Regions from separate parts of the Thunnus thynnus genome. Here region 2 is linked to region 1. A link is a contact called in public Hi-C data. All regions are on one chromosome and are shown on one strand. Each heading gives the region's core, a stretch centred on a gene start, on an enhancer-like site or on the middle of the called end of the contact. The rest is flanking DNA. Distances are from core to core; before and after follow the strand shown. Region 1 holds the start of LOC137197959 (heat shock factor-binding protein 1-like protein 1). Region 2 holds the start of ctdp1 (CTD (carboxy-terminal domain, RNA polymerase II, polypeptide A) phosphatase, subunit 1).

Region 1 (3,167 bases), core at 33-2,532:
GCAAAATTATTTATATCATTATTCTGTTTTGACCAATAATGTGATAACTTAAAGTCCCCCTCCTCTCAAAAATGTGTTTTGCTTATTATTGTTTCACTTGGATGTTTGACTGTGAGCAGAGTTTGACACTAAAAGGCTGTTTTCACATTGATCTCCTGAAGGAAGAATGTTTCTCGTGCTCACCTTAATTCTGAGTTTCACATGAGTACATACCAGCAGGATTTATGACATCACAGCTTGTTAGGAGCCAATCACGGTTCACTATGTAACTTAAACAAGTGTGATGTGGAGACTTAAAACCTCCAGTGCACATACACACTGAGAATGGACTTTTCAGTGAAGTCAGAGACATCTTGTGTCCAGCTGTTAAACTTATTTACTTTGAAATTTTCATATTCATAGTTTCTGGATTTTTTTTAATGATGGCGAGGGAATATAGGTAATTTGAAGGGTTTTTTGACTAGGTACTTCAACTGTTTTGTAGAAACCCCATATCACATACACGTTATTATTCCAGCTAAGTGTTTTTACATGTCCTAAAACATGTCTGCAGGGGGTATTTAATATGGAATATACAAATGGACAGCTGTATGTGTTTTACCATATTCCTGGTAAAGACAAAGCACTGTTAAACTATATCATTATGTCGAAGGGCCCCAGTAACAAGTGTATTGTAGTATTCAGTCTCGCCCTTTAAACAATTTTTGATTTTTTTTTCTTTTTTGGTTGCAGCTCACAACCAACTGAATTAACTGGATAGTTTAAGCAGATATCTGCTCTACAAAAATACCTTAGTTTAACCAAAATGCTGTCACTAAGCTTGTGTCATTTCCTATCACCACATAGGACAGGGTTTTAACTGTTACATGAGCAGCACAGTTATAAAAGGATATATTTTGTCTCCAGCTGTCCAGAGATTTCCTGGAATCTTCCTTGAAGTCGCTGCATTGTTTCCTCCATCTGTAAAGACAGGAAAACATCATAAAGTATCCAGTCTAATGTTCACTTTAACGTCACAGCTCACATTAAACCAACTTACCGCCTCTGTCATATCTTTAGCTGCCTTGCAGTCTGTTTTTGACATCGTTTATCCAACAATACACAAACCTCTGACGTCTGTCAGTCTGGGATATAAAGCTCCACCTCACAACCCGTCTATAGGTGAGTGAGAGAGAAAGTCAGTTATCTTTTTAACTCATCTAAATCCCAACTCTATTTCTCCCTTCACGACAGCTGGCTATGACTTCAATATAACTTTGCAGTAAGTTGAGTTAATGACTAAAAATAGCACGACTTCCGCCTGTAGTATTCTTCATTTCAAAATAAAGGTGACTGTACTTGCTACATATTATTTCATCTTTCACATAGAGAATAATAGAGCTTTGAAAAGTATTCAGTCCCCAGTTAAAAAACTGTGGTGGCTGCTGCTGAAAATAAACTCACTTAATATTCATATATTCACATGACATACAAAAAATTTTCAATTTGTATGTGCGGCCCTTGTAATCTCATCTTTTTTTTAAAAAAAAGTAGTTTAATTTGTTTATTTAACAGTGACTATACAGATAAACATTGTTACATACAGATCAGAAATGCAACAGATATAATGTATACAGCATCGATGTATTAGGTGTCTAGTTGAAGCTGATTCGCAGCCTTAAGTCTTGGAACTGTCTGATAAATGTTTGTCTACAATGCAAATGTGAAGTTCCCTTAACCAGACAGTCCACCAGGCAGTGGCAATGATGACAGAATTGTCTGTAGTTACCCATTTGAGCCCACATGTTGCCCTACGCTTTTATTATGAAGGTACATTTTTCTGAATTTCCGGTCTCATGCCTGACGTTGACATCCGTAGTGATTTGCATGCATGGTCGCATATGGGAAGGGCATTGTTGTTAACCCTTTGTGATCTGGTTTAGCCTGTCAGACAGCTCACTGTGTGTTCAGTGAGATGAGCAGGAACACACTGAAGCTCTGCTCTTTATATAAGAGATTATCCTGCTTCACAGTGACAGATGACAGATGAGGAGCTGTCTGCCACGCTGCTTATATAACTTTCATTAAACCCTTACAAATCTTTATAATCTGGATTTTGCGACTGTGACGGTCACCGTTCATTCCTGCTGAATCTTTTGTGCACTGTGTGTATCATTAGAGATGGCCCTGCAAAATGCACTATGACACCCAGTTCAAAAAATACTGATGTGTATTACCAGTGAATCGGATAAAATTAACCAAGGAAAGGAAAAAGGAAGGTTTGGCATATTGCCAAACTACTTTGTCATTAAACAAATGACTACAAAATCATTTCCAGGGCCTTCTGGGCACCTGAGGGTCAGGTGGGTCAGTTGCCCACTTTTCCTGGTTGGTGATCTAGCTTTGGTCTACCAAAGCCTTTACCATTACCTTTTATTTTTAATAAAGCACTATCATTTTAAACTTTGAGCCACTGGAAAGTTTTAGTCAACACAGACAGAAACACTTTGCCTTGTCATAGTAGGAAAAGCACAGTGTGAATAACATTAACAATGGCTCTGTTGTATTCAAGTTACCAGCAACAAATGACAGCGTGACAGTGGACCCTGAAACTCTAGAAGCTAAATGGAATTCAGTCTTCATTCATTTAATCATTTAGACCTGTGCTTTTCCTACATGTCAAAATCTCTTCAAATTAAAAGGCATATTTTCGGCAGGATCACGTGGATCAGTGGAGATAACTGCACTCAGGCGATGCTGAGATGCTATTGTCACTCCGGTTACACAAGTACAATCGTGTTAAATGTTTTTGCTGGGAGGCTCCATTGCAATAAAAACAGTAAATAAATATATATAAAAACACATATAAAATATAATAACATATAAAAAGCAATATTTTTTAAAATATATATATAAAAGACAGAATTTAAACCTTATATAAAGTTATTATGCAGACATTTAGCTTACTATAAGAACATTATTTATGCACAAATTCAATAATACGATGTGTATCGCTGGTAATATATTATTCTTCAAACATAAAGCTAAAAACTAAGCATACTCTTCAAAACTGTTGACAGAAGCTGCAGAGCTATTAAACAGGCCGTATTAGGTAGTGTGTGTGTGTGTGTGTGTGTGTGTGTGTGTGTGTGTGTGTGTGTGTGTGTGTGTGTGTGTGTGTGTGAACT
Region 2 (3,425 bases), core at 899-3,398, 160 kb after region 1:
TTATTTTGACATAATATGCAGGCAGAACTCTTCAATTTCCTGGAAACATCAGGCTGGGCCAGTCTCCTACCTGTCAACCTACAAAGCTGCTGTCAAGCCAAACAAAACACTGCACGTGGGTTTGCCTTCAAAATAAAAGCTAAAACTGTTTGGCATGTTTGCTCGTTTGTCAAAATGACAAAATAAAAGATTCTTACATTCTCCATACACTTGGTCTTTGTTTCCAGCTAGATTATTACAACTACTACAATCAAATTCAACTGTTTTCCTTAAAGACCCCCTCCAGACATGTTTTAAGGTCTCTGTAAAACACTCTATTTTGAATAATGTGTGTCTGCTATGGTTTATCCACCAAAAAAAGTTAGATTCTACTGCTAAAATTCTCAAAATGACATCTCATCCTTCTCCCTCATTAAAAATCCCAGAATCTGGGAAAATGCAAATATATTTCACCTCAAAAGTTTAACTGTTGGACACAAGACGTCTCCTACTTCACTGTAAAGTTCAATCTCAGTGTTTGTGGACTGGAGGCTTCAAGTTTCCACATCACACTTGTATAAGATGAATATTGGACCAGTATTGGCTCCAGGCTAGTTGTGAGGTCACAAATCATGCTCGTAGGTGCGTCCCTTAATATCAGACTTTCAAAGATCACAGAGAAACTTTCAACTTTCTGCAGATGAATGTTAAAACAGCCTTCTAATGTCAAACTCTGCACATGCATCATTCTGCACAGTGAAGCTCAAACATTCAACTGTAGGAACAAGAAGAAAAATGTATTTTGAGTGGAAGGGGACTTAAAAAAAAAAAAAGGTTTTATTTTGAAGGTCCTGACCAGAACTGTGCTTGTTTATTTTGAGCAGCTTGACAATTGTGGACGTTAACTTAGCACCTACACTTAGCAACGTTAGCTTGTTAGCTAGCTAGCATAACATTGCGGGTGAAGTGTGCAACTCGCAAAGCTGAACCGACACTACAGCTGACATGTTGTCTGTAGCCTCTCCAGGCAGGGGGCAAGTGCAGCTCACATTAACGAGCTATAGCAGGCAGAGTGACTCACCCAGGGGGTATGACTTGTCCAAGTTGACAGCATAGCTCCTTGACTACTCCAGCACGGTCCGACTTCACCTTCCTCTCTGGCAGCCTGGCAGCCCCCTTCTCCTCCGGAGATATGGGAGCACAAAGTGCGAGCACGGAGTCCACGTTAACAAGGGATCCGGGTTTCACTTTCCACTCCAGGAGCCGTAGAGGGAGAGCCCCGGACGGCCAGCAGATATCTGCCACCTGCACCACGGGCCCCTCCGCTGCTGCACCGCCGCCAGAGTCTGCAGGGGGATCCTCCATGCTCCGCACTTTCCCCAAAAAAACTCTTTAGTTTGTCGCGACGGTCCTCTCACAACGTATCCACTAGACCCCGCAGTGCCCCGTGAATCATTAAAACTTGCAAAATAACCTGCATCAAGGAGAAATAAAACAAAAGTGCTGCCGTAGCTAGCTTGTACAGTCAGCTATGTTCGCTCTTCCCGCCCGTAAAAGATTTTTTTTTTCCTAGGACGGCGAAGTCACGACCCGCCCTACTCTGCCTCTGATTGGTTTACCCTGATATTCGTACACTAATCCTAACCAATCTCATTCCTCATGCCTAAATCTAACCAACCCAACCAACGAATGCAACGAGTACTAGCCAATCAGAGGCAGAGTCGTGCGGGTCATGAGTTCGCCATCCTAGGAAAAAACAATTTGGCCTCACGTAAACAGGAAAGCGCAACACTGCAGCTACCGCATCCGGTAGACTATCGCCAACCTAGATGAGAAAACACGCTTTCAACTCAGGTTTCCAAATATAACACCTCATTGAACACCAGCGCTATGGTTAATTGAAACGTTACCATTGTTGTAAAAACTTCAGTTTCCCTCCATTTAATATCTAATGATTACACTGATAAATGTGAGTGCGTGTCGTTATGGATAACGCACAACCTACATGTGGTTTTACACGAGGCTGAAGTCAGCTTCTGATTCGAAGTTCATAGAAAAGTTAAGGGAAAACGTAAATATTATATTATAATATGTAGCAGCTGATTCTCCATTTTTTCACCACTTACACTCATGAAAAAGTGTTAGACTTCGTAGCAAAAGCCTTAACGCAATCCATCCTCAGATTTGTGAAACCTTTTATTTTGATTATGAAAACAAAAAAAAGGCAATTTTACTGATATTTCTCCACCAAGACCACATTAGACCAGGTCCAGATCGAAAACCACTACACTTAGACGCGTCAAATTTTAATAATAATAATAACAATCTAGTCCAGATTTGACAAGTCTAAGTGTAGTGGTTTTTGATCTGGACCTGGTTCAATGTGGTCTGGGTGGAGAAATATCAGTGAAATCACCCTTTTTTCTGTTTTATGTGACCCGCTCCCTGTTTAGATATAAAGGGCTCATTCTAAGGTAACAAAAACACAACGATTCTTATTTTCGGATGATTATACACTAATTAAAACATAATTATGAATATTATATTCCATTTCTGCCAAGTCCGCTTCGCTAGATGCCACTAAATTCTGCAAACTGGACCTTTAAATCGAATGAGAAGCTAACTTCAGTGTCGTTGTTTTCTTTCCTGAAACTGAGCCATTTTACAACCGTTATTCTGAAGGTTTACTCCCTTTCCGGTCACGCTAAATCTGGCGAGCTTGTTAAAACAGCAACGCACATGCGACGCAGTATCCAAGTGTCATATTATCAACATAAATCCCAACTAAATGTGGCTGCAATGGAAAAACCCAAGACATCCAAACTTTTGTTGTTTGTTTTCCCCCTGCCACTTTCCACAGGGCTTGAGATGAGGACCATGGGATCTAGAGCCACCTGATGTAAGATGATGTAACAGAGAAATAATAATACACTAATGTCCCATGTGTCACAGTCGGTTGAACAGGCTTGTTTGCCTTATTCGTGCATCATTTACAAGTCTAACGTGAACAGGCTCTCTCTACGCGATGCTCCCACACAGATTAAAGTGCGCTGTAGAAAAGTTAGAGGTCATACTGTGTAAATTACATTTCTGACCCTCAAGGTCATATTAGTTTTAAATTATTTTTTGTGCTTTGCAAGACGGTTAATAATGGTCTTTATAGGTTGACGTTAGGATGAATGGATGGAGGAGGAGACATGAAAAACAAGTGAATAGACACCTCGGACAAAAAAGCATGCCTCGCTCGGACCACTCCGGATGATCGATGACGTTTTGTTTGATACCTCCCACCAGAGAGTCCGCCATCAAGATGCATCACCGTCCAGTCCGCATGTCCGCCCGGTGCTTAAAAAAAGTGCACCTTCTGGTAACATGGGAGGAGGTATTACTGTGGCCAGTAAAAGTACAAGGTTCATATTTCATACATAACTGATAAGAGTCACAGT

The links. A called contact is a pair of places that touch in the nucleus more often than the background predicts.
Region 2: a contact with region 1 is called in a Hi-C map of muscle, with 8 times the contacts expected there. The contact joins the promoter of ctdp1 here to the promoter of LOC137197959 in region 1. A contact is called at or near these places in 2 of 3 Hi-C or Micro-C datasets (both in muscle).

The regions. Positions count from the first base shown.
Region 1 is chr15:24,771,621-24,774,787 of fThuThy2.1, forward strand. It overlaps LOC137197959 (heat shock factor-binding protein 1-like protein 1), which reads right to left and starts at 1,283. Exons shown (of 3, transcript XM_067611507.1): 1 at 1,040-1,283; 2 at 894-960. The coding sequence starts at 1,084.
Region 2 is chr15:24,932,149-24,935,573 of fThuThy2.1, forward strand. ctdp1 (CTD (carboxy-terminal domain, RNA polymerase II, polypeptide A) phosphatase, subunit 1) reads right to left here and starts at 2,149. Exons shown (of 13, transcript XM_067611516.1): 1 at 1,061-2,149. The coding sequence starts at 1,344. adck5 (aarF domain containing kinase 5) reads left to right here and starts at 2,528. Exons shown (of 15, transcript XM_067611518.1): 1 at 2,528-2,878.